5 separate regions of the Gossypium hirsutum genome follow, and all the other regions are linked to region 3. Evidence: chromatin contacts called from public Hi-C data. All regions are on one chromosome and are shown on one strand. The core of a region is the stretch at or near the end of the contact, and the rest is flanking DNA. Distances in the headings are between cores, read along the strand shown. Region 1 holds the start of LOC121219439. Region 2 has its middle 12 kb from the start of LOC107887175. Region 3 holds the start of LOC107887196 (leucine-rich repeat extensin-like protein 3). Region 4 holds the start of LOC107887176 (phosphoethanolamine N-methyltransferase 1-like). Region 5 holds the start of LOC107887865 (serine/threonine-protein kinase 11-interacting protein).

What was found. A called contact is a pair of places that touch in the nucleus more often than the background predicts.
Region 1: a contact with region 3 is called in a Hi-C map of leaf, with 2.4 times the contacts expected there. The contact joins the promoter of LOC121219439 here to the promoter of LOC107887196 in region 3. A contact is called at or near these places in 6 of 34 Hi-C or Micro-C datasets (hypocotyl and leaf).
Region 2: a Hi-C map of leaf shows a contact between it and region 3, with 1.6 times the contacts expected there. The contact joins the enhancer-like site here to the promoter of LOC107887196 in region 3. A contact is called at or near these places in 5 of 34 Hi-C or Micro-C datasets (hypocotyl, leaf and petal).
Region 4: a Hi-C map of leaf shows a contact between it and region 3, with 4 times the contacts expected there. The contact joins the promoter of LOC107887176 here to the promoter of LOC107887196 in region 3. A contact is called at or near these places in 8 of 34 Hi-C or Micro-C datasets (callus, hypocotyl, leaf and 1 more).
Region 5: a Hi-C map of leaf shows a contact between it and region 3, with 3 times the contacts expected there. The contact joins the promoter of LOC107887865 here to the promoter of LOC107887196 in region 3. A contact is called at or near these places in 8 of 34 Hi-C or Micro-C datasets (callus, leaf, petal and 1 more).

The regions. Positions count from the first base shown.
Region 1 is chrA03:48,326,854-48,329,553 of Gossypium_hirsutum_v2.1, reverse strand. LOC121219439 reads right to left here and starts at 1,323. Exons shown (of 2, transcript XR_005916205.1): 1 at 573-1,323.
Region 2 is chrA03:48,453,318-48,456,075 of Gossypium_hirsutum_v2.1, reverse strand. It overlaps the pseudogene LOC107887174. Among protein-coding and RNA genes, the nearest start is that of LOC107887175, 12 kb to the right of the region's middle. Within about 2 kb of position 1,450, at least 6 of the 9 cell types and tissues checked have an H3K27ac peak or open chromatin away from gene starts, as enhancers often do.
Region 3 is chrA03:49,095,191-49,097,890 of Gossypium_hirsutum_v2.1, reverse strand. It overlaps LOC107887196 (leucine-rich repeat extensin-like protein 3), which reads left to right and starts at 1,425. Exons shown (of 3, transcript XM_016811364.2): 1 at 1,425-1,567; 2 at 2,113-2,700. The coding sequence starts at 1,501.
Region 4 is chrA03:48,434,529-48,437,229 of Gossypium_hirsutum_v2.1, reverse strand. It overlaps LOC107887176 (phosphoethanolamine N-methyltransferase 1-like), which reads right to left and starts at 1,330. Exons shown (of 12, transcript NM_001398424.1): 1 at 1,061-1,330; 2 at 748-872; 3 at 309-446; 4 at 93-230. The coding sequence starts at 1,073.
Region 5 is chrA03:48,249,248-48,251,947 of Gossypium_hirsutum_v2.1, reverse strand. It overlaps LOC107887865 (serine/threonine-protein kinase 11-interacting protein), which reads left to right and starts at 1,383. Exons shown (of 8, transcript XM_016812086.2): 1 at 1,383-2,046; 2 at 2,238-2,416; 3 at 2,517-2,574. The coding sequence starts at 1,600.

The DNA of each region.
Region 1 (2,700 bases), core at 74-2,573, 770 kb after region 3:
TTTAAATCTAACAAAATAAATCAAAATATTCAAATAAAAATTATTATTTAATTAATCATTAACAACCAAACAAATTTATTTATTATTACTATTAAAATAAATTTCAAAACAAAAAATTAAACAATATCAAATTTGTCAAAACCCCTCAAATTTTAATTTTTAAAGAATTAAAAACAAAAATACTTTGAAAAAATTCTCACATTACATACATGTGACTTAAACCCAAGACCAAAGATAAGCTACCAAAGAGTTAGCCACTAAACCAACAAACTCATTTTGCTCCTAAAGCATGAAAATTAACTTAACAGTCCTACTGAACCACTAATCCAACCAACTAGCCTGAATAATTCTAACCTCAATTTTGGGGCGTTATAATTAAAGCCTACGCCTTGGAGTTGGATCAAATGAAATCCATTACAGAATCTAATATTAAACCAAGGGAGGATTTTTGCAGACCCCCAGAACAAGGCAAGATTAATTTTGATGTAGCATTCTATCAACAGGAAATGAAAGCGACAACATGAATCATTACAAGAGATCAGGATGGCTTTGTTGTGGGATCTAGTACTTACCCACTAGGAAGAACTGGGGATCCGATTACAGCAGAAGCGAAGGCTTGTCTTGAAGTTATTATTTTCGGGGAAGAAATGGGCTTTCTAGATCTGGTTGTGGAAGGTGATGCCCTAACCATTATTAAAAAAATCAAGTATGATTTAAAAGATAAATCGGTTATAGGCAACTTAATTGATGAAATAAAGAGGAAAAGATCCAGCTTTGTTCTCTTATCTTTTGAATATACCCCTCAAAATACATATGAAGCAACACATGCCTTAGTAGGACGAGGACACAATCTATCTGACCTAATCTACTGGATGGAAGAGGTATCATCGGAAGTAGAGCCTATCATTGTCAACGATCATAGAAGGGTTTTGGAATGTTAAAGGAGTTGTGTTACCATTCTGAGTTTGGTGATGGTGTTTTTAAAGAAAAATGGTACATATTTTCTCCGAAGAACTCAGGCTTTGGAGAGGTCTGGTATGGTTTTCGAAGAACAATACAGTGATGGAAGAAACCAGATGGCTCCGGTGATAGTTGCAGATGTAAAAAAGAGGAAATGTGTTTAGGAACCCAAAAGGGTTAGAGGTTTTTGTTATTAGGTTTTATTTCTCCTTAGGTATTAAGTTTTTTTCATTTCTTTCTTTAATGATTTAGGAAAGCCCAAGGTACCACCTCGGTTGCTAGTAATATTGCGACAGCTATTGGGCCAACTGTTGTTTAGCCATTTAATTTGTGGATTTCGAGTTACCTCTTTAAAGCATATTCGTTTTCTGTTTCAATAAATAAATAAATAAAATTTTAAGAGAAAACAATATTTTTAATTTTTCCTTAAATTGTTGAATGATTTTGGTTTTAGATTTAGATATATGATTTTTGACATGTTGTATATAAAATATTTGTGTTGGACTATACAAGATTGAGTTTAGGTTGGATCAAGTTTTTGACTTTCTCATATTGTAATGATTCGGTTTGATTTTCTATTTTTCCATATTAATTTTGAGTTTTTGAACTTTAACAAAGTACGCTTTGTTTTATGACTTTAGAAATATTATTTGATTAAATTTCAAAATCTTTTTCATAAATATTTATATAAAAAAATTGAAAGTAAATAAAAATAATATTGTAATTTTTTAAAAATATTTAAATCTAAAAGATTTGCTTCTACATCATATAAAATAGAAATAGAAATAGAAATTGTCTTAACTTCATTTGTCAACACCAGAATTTTATTTTATTTTTTCAAAGATAAGCATCATCTTTTTGAATACTCTAAGATAGTACAAGAAGTATTAACTATATAAAGCACAACAAAAATCAAAGAGAAGAAACATTAATGCAAGGATGTTTTCTCTTGATATTCTTTTGTATGGTAAACTGCTTTCATGCATTTTAAATGGATTCATAAAGCTAAAAACTCATTTTAGACCTTCAGATTACACTAACAACATATATATTTTTTTAGATTATTTTAAAAATGATTTATCAAAATATAAACCCAAACCAATTAAGTTTAAGATTTTGTTATATCAAAATAACAATCTAATTAGAAAAGGTTAGATATTTTGTGACAAAATAAAGTATTAAAATGGGTTTTGGGATCTTGAGGAAAGGGTGGGTATGAAATGCGCCAATGAGTAGTCCAGATCTGGATCGTTGGCCGTCATTGCCTGGCTAGATTCGGAGATTTGATGCCTTCAATAAATATAAAACTAGTTACTTAGTGCAGATATTACATTTTATTTGAGACTTTAATATTCTCTCACAACTTTTTATTCATAAAAAGAGTTTAAAACAAAACATAGGCAGTGATACCTTTTCTTGTACCAGTGTCTGTCCTATTATCTTATTGCACTGTCTGCGACATGGTATTTGTCATTTTATAGCCCTATCTATTGCCTCTTAAAATATTATCTATTGGATCTTAAAAAATATTAACAATTTCAGTTTGAAATCATGAATGCAGCACGCAAATGTTTTTATATTTTTTATTTGGTATAATCTCAAACTTAGCCCTTAGTACTTACATTTTTTTGTCAATTTGGTCCTTTTTTCTTTAGCAAAATTTGGCCCTTAACCTTTTTAAAAAAAAATCAAATTTGACCATCAAATTTTTGAAAAACAGTTGAAATAATTTTTTAATGA
Region 2 (2,758 bases), core at 201-2,700, 640 kb after region 3:
TTTTACAATCAAACTGTTATGTTGCCACCAAATTGTAAAGTCGACAATATAAGTATAAACTAACAGCATAGATGAAAGAAACTTGTCGTTTTTCAAATCCTTTACCTCAGATTCCAGTCTTTTTTTTTCTTCCTTGGCTTTAAGCTTTGCAATTTCCTTCATCTATTCAACCTGCAAATCAACTTAGTAGTCATTACCAAGTGAGCTTACAAAAACAAGAGAAAAAAGGACTTTTGAGTTCTTGGCATCTAATGGAAGAATCAACGAAAATCTGTCAGTATGTTCATAGCAAGAAAACCCACCTAGAACACAACAAGTACCTTGCGGCTCGCAATGTCCTTGGCAATCTCCCTAGCTCTCCACTCATCAGCTTCTCAGTCAGCTTGATCAAATTGTTCATGATCCTAACATGCATAACAAGCTGAAAATATTAGCTATTTCCCACATAGGCCAATAGGGGAAAAAAAGAAAGATAAGGAGAAAGCTTACAATGAGAAACCAAGAAAAACAACCTTTGCAAGCAATTCTGCAATTCGTTTTTGTTTTCTTTTCCTCCAAAGGTTATTCCTTTTAGACTTCTTGATTTTATTGGTCAGACTAGCTACTGCTGATTTCTCCTCCCGCGGGATCCCTTCATCTACAACATATCTAAAGGGCTCTAACAGAGCTCTTAGCTTTGACATCAATGCATTCGCCTCTTCCACAGACAGTAGCTCTTGAGTTTCTAAATCAATCCTCCTATCTTCTAGATACTTCAAGAACTCAGAAACAGAAAGGTCCATCGACCCATCTTTTATCATCATCAGTATTTCCAACTCCTTTTGCCTAAGGAACCAATCGATTTTACTTGCAGTTAAAAGGAAATTCAAAAGCATACGGCACTTATAGTTGATATTAGCGAACTATATAAGAAAACAAAACTAACATACACGGCGTTGGCAAGATTGAGGGTATCTTGCAATTCTCTAAGGGATCACGCACATTTCTGGTCTCCAAAAATGTACTCGAATTCGGAGGTTCCGGAAGTAACATTGGGAACCAAGGTGGAGGCGGCGCGGGTTGGAAGTGAACCGGATTCATTGCTAAATATGAATTAAAAAATTAGAGATGGGTTCGTATAAGGAAAACAATAAAACAGAAAGAATATCAAAACTCGTACCTGCTTTATATTTTTCTTTTTGAAAAATTGTTAACTTCAAACCCTAGCACAAAGACACGAGATTTTGGGACGAAAGATGGTGCTAAAACTAAGGATATGGAGGAAACACCAAACATTTACGGGATTTAAGTGGGATGAATTAATAACAGGATACCTAGAGGTTTTATTCAAATTAGAGATGGGTTCGTATAAGGAAAACAATAAAACAGAAAGAATATCAAAACTCATACCTGCTTTATATTTTTCTTTCTGAAGAATTGTTAACTTCAAACCCTAGCACAAAGCCACGAGATTTTGGGACGAAAGATGGCGCTAAAACTAAGGACCTGGACTCTGGAGGAATACCAAACATTTTAGCAGCGTAAAATTGGGGATTTAGGGGAAGGGTGAAAATAAAACATGCCGTTTCGATGGAAAGTTTTTTGCAGCATTCTTACAAAAACGCCACTGTATTTCAAAGTTTTTGTGCTAAGATTATCATTTTTTGAAATTTTTATTTTTTGAAATTTTGAATATTGATCTTTTTAACTGATATATGGAATAAAATATTAAATATTAAAATTTCAAGTTTTTAATTTTTAATTTTTAATTTTTAATTTTTAATTTTTTTATTTTTAAATTTTTAATTTTTTTGAATATTTTTATCATTTTTAAATTAACATATAAAAAAATAGTATCATGTCATGTGAATTACCTTGTAAGTTTTCACGTCAATATCATTAAAAAATTAATTTTACAATTACATTCCTATTAAAAATGAGATTTAACATTTTTTAAAAAGTAGAAGGTTTTGGTTCAAAAAATAAGAATCAAATTGATAAAAAATATAAATATTGAAAGTTAAAATTTAATTACCATGATCAACTCTTTTAGGAATTAAATTGATAGATGGGAATGGCATGGTCTAGTATTGTTGAAAGGATTTCTTTTTTCTTTCTTTTTTCATCAACATTATTCTTTTAAGTATGGTCCGCATTTGTTGTTTAGATTTTTATATAAATGGCATTTAATTATATGTATACACCTAAATTTTGATAGAGATGCATCTCAGAATTATATATGAATTTCGGTTTAATATGTAATTGTATACTTGAAATTCTAATTATGGTTTAAATATATAGTTGAAACTTAATTTTGATTTAATTATACACATTTAAAAAAAATACATCAATATATTTTTATATTGAATAAATATAAATATTTATGTATGCAATATATAAATATAAAATGATGTTACATCAATAATTGTGTTAATAATGCAATATATAAATATAAAATAATGTTATATCAATAATTGTGTTAATAATGCAATATATAAATATAAAATAATGTTATATCAATAATTGTGTTAATAATTTACAAGAACTTGATCAAATTAAAGTTCATGTATGCTTTTGGGATTTAACCCATTTTGATATATATATTTTTAAAATAATAATTTATATTTATCTTATTTAGATTTATATTATAAAAAAAATCCAAGATACACAAGTTAAGTAGTTCACCATTTTTACCCTTAAATCCTAAAAGTTAAACCCTAAACTACAAACACCAAACCTAAAAACTCAAACTATAAACTCTAAATCATAAACCATAAAA
Region 3 (2,700 bases), core at 176-2,675:
ATCCTTTAGCTTATCAGAAAATTTGTATTTTTTACCCTTTTTTATAATTAAGTTTTTAATCTAAAATTTTTTTAAGTAATTTTATAAAAAGAAAAATATTGAGTGCATAGTAAAGTACATTACATTTTCAAGCAAAAAATTTAAATTTGAACTTTAGATATTTAGATATAACATTATTAAGAGAAAGAATCACCAACTTTTAATCTTTATAAACAGTAAAATATACATAAATGATACATTAATTAAACCAAAATTTAATAATTTTATCTTAAGTCCCTTTGCGTAAAGTTACTAGCTTGGTCTCTACTTACCCCAAACTGATGCCCATATAGAAGGGCAAGTAATCATGTTGATGCATCAGTATGACACGTTACATCGATGCTTTTTTTTTTTTTTTTTGCTCTGAATAAATATTATGCTAAAATATGCAGCAAAAGGGCACATTTTTACGATCTCATCAGTCGTAAAACTTTCTAAGAGGAAAAAAAAACAGTTGTAAAACTGCCTTTTTCATTCTAATATTCCAATTAGTGAAGACTTTTATAGAGAGGGTCCAACAGGGTATGTTCAACATACCAAAAAAAAAAATGCTTTGCACAAAGCTTAATCCTCCCTCCCAATGGCAAAATCTCAGCTTCATCTTTGATTAATTATCATTTGGACTCTTAATTTTAAAAGCACTTATTCTTTTTTATATTTTTTCGGATTTACATTCAAATATAAATATATATACAATTAAACTATCATTTATTCATTTTTCATATTTAAAACTCATCATAATCCAATTCTCAGGATGATTCAAATCATAAAAATTGTGAGAAAGTGAGAGCTTTGAGTAGAAAGCAAGCAAGACAAAAGCGCAACCAAAAACCTTCACTTTGATTTTTCCCAATATGAAAGCAAGCATATATGCCAAATTTGCATCAACAACATGAAATTTTTAAGTTAGATCAAAGTGAACAATTTCCTTTAATCTCTTTATATTATTCTTTAATCTCTTTATATTATTCTTCATATTTATATTTCTAAGTAAGTACTCATTTACATAATTAACTCGAGCCGAGCTCGAGTTTAATTCCAAATTCGAGATCTCTCAAGTTAAACTTTAAAAACTTAAACTTGGTTCAAGATAAAAACCAAATTACTCGAACTCACTCGATTAGTAAAAAATAAGATTTAATTCTCATGCTCCGATCTAAAGTCGATTATTTATGCTTCAAGCTTAAATTCAAAATTAAAATTTTTCAATAATGTGTTGGCTTGTCATTGGAGTCAAATTTTAAAATATTAAACAAATTAAATTTAAATGTTAATTTTTTCCTAATCTAAACAAATATGTCATTTACATCCAAGTTACAATAAAGGTAGATACTCACGAATCAAATCTTTAATGGCCAACATACACAGTTGTCTCCTTTGGTTGCCTTCATATATGTCTCAATATCAGTCTTCTGCTCTTTGAATAGTCTTTGAGTGATTTGGCATTGCTGAAATTGAATCATGGAAAACAGGCTTTGCATGTACCTTCTCTTTTCAACAATGGCGGCCACTCTTTTCGTGCATTGCGGTAAGCTGATTTCTGCTACATTATTGTTTTATTTAAGTTCTCATTTTTACCATGTCAGTAGGGCAAATCCAAAGAGGGATCAAAATAAAATTATAATTTTTTTAGAATTAAATGTAATTATATCATTGCATTAACCTACAATGTTATTATTTTTAAAAAGATTTGTAATATTAATATTTTACCCTTATGACAAGGCCATGCCCCTAGTACTAGAGGTGGGTAAAAGTATTCCATTGTTTTAGTTTTTCACAGTCCAAATGTTGCATGGAGTATATTTAGTTTGCTTCGCCTCTAATGAATATACAAACTCGCATCATGTAATTATGTCTTCCTCAGTAAACGAATATTTCTATTTTGTTGTATAAATGTGAGACATTAAGTAGTCATGCCATGTTTATGCTCTAGTATTGGTATTATAAGCTTAGTTGTTTTAAACCCCAACATTTGCAATCTTTTCATTTATTCAGGGTGATATATATTCTTGGGGAAGGGCAAAAATGTTTTGGGATGATTAAATGTAAATCTAACAGTTGTTTATTGGGCAGACGCAAGAAAATCAATGGAACATATCAAAGGTCCAAAACATCAAAGGAATTCAATCATAAAGCACACAAAGAACTTAGAGCTAATGAGTAAACTTATGAGTTTAGTGATTGAACAACCCACTGATACGTTAAATACTCAACCTTATGGAGTAAGCTCAACATTTTCTTTGCCACCATTTGATTCTTTGCCCCCTGAAAATTCACATCCTTACTGTGTTAACCCTCCAAATACCCCTCAACCTCCAATTGGAACCTCACCTTCCCCACCCTCTCCCTTTTACAACTTTCCTCCTCTTGGCCCACCACCAAGCCCACCCGGAATAGTTCCAAACCCGCCGATTATATTTCCAGGCCCACCCGGAATAGTCCCGAACCCACCTAGTATTTTTCCAAGCCCTCCACAAGCAATACCAACACCAGCAGGTTACATACCAAGCCCATCGGGGCCAGTATTGAGCCCGCCCTATTACGAGCTGACCCCACCATATAATGTTCCATCACCGTTTGGGTTTAATCCAAGCCCACCAGAGTTTCTACCGCCAATTGTATACCCACCCCCAACGGTTCTACCACCTCCCAATAGGGCTC
Region 4 (2,701 bases), core at 81-2,580, 660 kb after region 3:
GTAAAAAAAAATTGAAATCAATAGCTAATTTGCCCCTAAGAACTCTCTTTTTTTTTTTTCCATGTTATTGAAGAAGAAGCAACAAAAATCACCTCTTTATCTGAGAGATACATCAACAGCCAGTTTGAGAAAATCAAGTCCAATGATCCTTCTGTAAAAGCCAAATCAGGGGAAGTGACATCCGCACAGAGGAATTTGACGTTCTTATAATGCCCATTGATGGTTTCATTCTGCAATTAATGAAATCCAGTCAAGTCCCTTATTAATTAGCAAACTAAAAATTTTCTGTCAGGTTGAGTTTCAATGACCTTCTTTATAACATTCTCAATGAAGTCTAATGCTATAACATGACCAGCCTTCTTAGCTAAGTCACCAGTAAATCGACCAATGCCAGCTCCTAGTTCCAAAATGGTTTTCCCTTCATACGGTGGGAGTAAGGAGAGCACCTGCAAATATCAACAATGAAATTTAGGAATCTAAATAACAACTGAAGTTTAAAATTAAGTACAAAAGAACAGCAGCAACAATTAAAAGGCAATAATAAGCATAAATGCTCATTAAACTATGGTTTCATGATAACAACTGAAGATATTCATAGATAAACAATTTTTACTTAAATATGAAAGCCAAAAAGGAAATAAATTTAAAACTGTAAATATAGTTAAAAATGAACTTGTTAAATTAACTTAATGAAGAAAAAAAAAAACAATGCAGAAAACAAAAAGGAAGGAAGAAAGGAAATATTACTTCGGGACGTTCCTCTTTGTCAATATCAGCGGCTTTGGAGTCGAGCATCATAGCCTCCACCGTAAGATCAACCGAGTGTTCAATCCAGTAATTCTTTTGAACTTTGCGTTCATCTCCTACAAATCCTATATATAATTTACAGAACAATCAAATTTTAAATTTTCTTCTTAAATATTAGTTAAAGGTCGATGAGAGATCCATGTGTGGGTTCGCAAATGTTGATTAAACAATGTCAATCCATTCCAATTGTCCTTTGGTTCTAAGTTGAAAAAAACAACGCAAGAAATGATCAATATGAAGGTGGAGATCTCACCGTTAGCCGCCATGGTTAACAGAGAAGATCTCTAGTGAGCTCTGAGAGGAATTGATTTTTTTTAAGATATTTTTTTTTATTTTTTAATGGGGAGTGAAAAGGGGAACTAAAATCCTTCGACAGCAAGCCGAGATCTGGAGAAAGACCTTGATCTACGGTTGTTAGTCCTTCCTCTCTGTTGCATCAGACACAGAGATGCAACCTAAGCCAAATTATTGATACTACTATTACTCTCACTCTCTCTCTCACACACAGCAATTGCCAATTTCTACTGCTTCTGGTGCGGGAAACTGAGAATGCTTCATCTCGCCTTTTATAGAGTAAGGGCTGGGGAAATGCTAGACCTGATTATAATTTGGGTCGGGTCGGATCAATGCATTATGTTAACAAATCTAAGGCCTGTTTAGGTAGACGACAAAACAAATCAAATCAAATCAATATCAGAAAATCGTAAAAATACTGATTTGTATAACCGAATCCAAATTTATTACATTCAACTGTATTAATTTTGCTTAATATATATATATTACTAACACTGAATCCATTGCCACAAATGTAAACTGACTCAATCAATTTTTTCTTAAAAAAAACTTATTATCTCCATAGTGTTCAAAATTTTATTAATATCATTTTTTTTGTTAAAAAAAAGCTTAAGCTCCTAATATCTCGTTTTAAGATTTAAATTTTATAGTTTTTTTAAGTGGTATAAATATTATATAAATATATCAATCACAAAATAAAATCAAACTATTACTTTACAATCATATTAAGAATTGCATAGTCAACAAATTAAATTAAACTCATGACAGTTGCACATAGTGGAACTTCGAGATCCATGCATATAATTGCAAATGACTAGTCTCAAACTAGAATAATCAAAGCTCAAGGGCTTCGCCTTTGCCAACTGAACCAAGACTTCATTAGCTAAAGCCAATAATTAGTTTAGAGATGGCATAAAAGAATTTATTATACTTAAAAAGCTCCTTTTACTTTTAATTTGGGTTAAAATGTGCTCTTAGTACTTAAATTTGTATAAATTTGAGATTTTAGTTTAAAAGTTAAAATTTTAATTTTTTTTATTTTCAATTTAAAAATTCTAATCTAATTATTATTGTTGTTGGTAGTTTTCTGTCAAATTTTTTTAATTTAACATGTTTATTTTTTTCAATCATATGATACATTACATGAATACAATGTGATTAAAATTTTATTTTTCTAACTCAATCAAATTCTCTCAAATACCAAATAAATTTTAACTCCACAAATGGTCAAAGTGTGACGACAAATCAAGCAATAAAATAGCTTAATAGTGCCATCTGTTCAAAATTTCATTCGATAAGGGTAGAGTTTGAATAAAAATATTAGTTTCAAACTATGTGTTTAAACAATATATATATACACAAACACGTTTGAATAACTTTAATTTTACATAGTTTTACACCCGTATTGATGAATCTCTTTCTAGATTTTCATATATTTATGTACTATATGAAATTAATTTATAATAATATATGATGATATTGTATTGTAAATATTAAAAAATATATGTTAAGCTTTTATATTTAATATTTTTGATAAAAAATTATATTAAATTATTAAATATTAAATTAAAATATTATATTTTTATAAAAAATTAAAAAT
Region 5 (2,700 bases), core at 134-2,633, 850 kb after region 3:
ATTTCTTTTTCATACATGCTTCGATGACATCTCTCATACGTACTGATCGTCGGGACAGGTGAAAGGTGTTACAAATTCCACCACCATTAAATGAACACTCACTTTCTTCTTCCAACATGCTATGATGATCAGTGAGTCCAAATAAATCATACAACATCCGTCTTACTTCGTTGTCAACGTCCAAACAACTCCTTTGAAAAATTGATTCAACACAATCATATGTTTGATTTTCCATTGCACTAGTTTTCACTCTTCTTCTTTTCCCTACTATCACTCATTAAGATGAAATATAAAGATTACAAATTGATAAACACTACTAAAGAATTTTTTTTAAAGAAAGAAAGACATCGTTCTTATGTTTCTAACAGGAAACAATTCATTTTCATCCGCCTTTTTTGCACAGGTAATAATGCATTATGGAAAATGTAATAAAACATTAATTTCAGTCTCCACAACCATCGTTGTGATAAACAATCATTAATAACATGTTTGGGAAGGAAGCTTGTTAAAGTTGTGACCCAAATTCTTATTAAAGAAACAATATAAAGGTAAAACTAGATGATTTGTTGTACGGATCAAGTTGCACAAGTAGAATCCATATAAAATTACTTTCTTCTATTTGATATTGATTACATAAGTAGAACCAATGTAGAACTACTCTTTTTATATTTGACATTGATTAGAATAAGGTCTTTTAACTTTTAAATAGATATAGTTGAAAATTCCTCTTATATCATTCGATTTTCAATTTTAGTAAATTTTCTTCTCCTCTACCCGTGGTTTTTTTCGAAAAGATTTTCACGTAAAATTTATGCATTTTAATTTCCTTTCTTATTGCTTTGCAATATTTTTATGTTGAATTTTAAAAAAATGAACCGTTACATGGTGAAGTAAATGGAGAGAAATACGTGCATTCACATATCCCAAAATCACTTGAAGGGTAAAAGTATCATTTTGTCGAGTCTAAACATGAAAGAGCTCTCGTTAAAAAATAATTTTGATTCAAAATAATTTTTTAATAATATTTAACATTCGAAACTGAATTTTAAAATTGAAAAATAGAGAAATTAATTTCTCATTTATCGAAAACTACAGAGATTAGTATATTTTCCTCTTTAATAAAACCCTATTTAGGCAAAAATAAGGATCGAGATGGGGGCGGCAAATGGCAAATGCAAATCATGCAAGGTCTATTGTGCTTGTCAAGGAGGCAACTGCAAGTAAGAGCAGACAAACATCTGGGGTGGACCCCGCATTTGTTTGGATTTTGGAGGAAGCCGACAATGGAATCACGTTGTTTGGAATTGGATTCCCCATGTTGTGTGCATGTGCGCCAGGTGTCTCTATTTCCCTACGCACCATATTTCACTTCCCAATTATTTGACCTTTTTCCCCCGAACCAACCAAAGCCAGAACATAATGAACCACCTCATCATTCTCAAGGTAGGCTACAACCGTCCTTTTCTATTTCCTGCTATTCCCCTTATCATTTAGTGATTCGTTTCTTCCTTTCAAACCTTCCTTCATTCGCATTCTTCAAACTCTTTGTTCACTTATGAACTTTGGAATATGACGGTGTGGGTGATTTTCTAAAACTTGATGCCAATGGCGATCGTCACAAGGGGTCGCTACCTTGAGAAGCTGTTCAAATTCGTTGACAACCAAGCGGGGCCTTTGATTGATGGAACTAAGGTTCTGAAGCTCAACCCGGCGGGGCTCCATTACGTGCAGTCTCGGCTCCAAGCGTTGCAGGAGCTCGACAGACTTCTAGTGGGAGCTCCAGTTGACTATCTACGTGCCTACGTCTCGGACCTTGGGGACCACCGTGCGCTCGAGCAGCTTCGGCGGATACTACGCCTCCTAACCACTCTTAAGGTGGTATCTGCCTTGCTCCCTCCTGTGCGTGATCCCACGCCGCTCTCGTTGCTCCCGTTTGGAAGACTGAAGGTTCTGGAACTCAGAGGGTGTGATTTGTCGACCTCAGCAGCCAAGGGATTGCTTGAGTTGAGACATACTTTGGAGAAAATTATTTGTCATAATTCAACCGTGAGTGGTTTGCATTATTTTCGAAGGAGAGGAAGAATTAATGACATTCATTCAGTTTTTGTGATTATAAATCATAAGATCTCCCTCCCCTATTTTCTAATTCCTAACTAAGGACCATTTAAAGTTATTAATTATATATGGGTACTTTACACAAATTTTTTTCTCAAGATCAATATTTTTGACATATGTAGGATGCTTTGCGACATGTGTTTGCCAGCAGAATTGCTGAGGTAAAGGGCTGTCCACAGTGGAACCGCTTGTCCTTTGTATCGTGTGCATGCAATCGCCTGCTACTAATGGACGAGTCGTTGCAACTTCTTCCCTCTGTTGAAACCCTTGATTTGAGTCAAAACAATTTTGCCAAAGTTTAGTGAGGTAGGAATAACTCCGATTTTTACTTGACATTTGATTTTGATTTGATGCTGAAAGATTTATCAAATGGGGCTTATAGCGGGTATCATCTTCTCTAGCATGTATTTTTCTGCATACTACAATTGTTATTGCTTCCCGTTATTGCTTCCCTATCCTGTTTGCTTGTAATTGTGCAATTGTCCGTATTTAAACATTCATTTTCGTCAGAGTTTCGTGTTTGTTGTTACTTTCATGCGCATTACTTGAGTGCTTTGATTTTGCCTTTCTTTGTTATTTCCCATT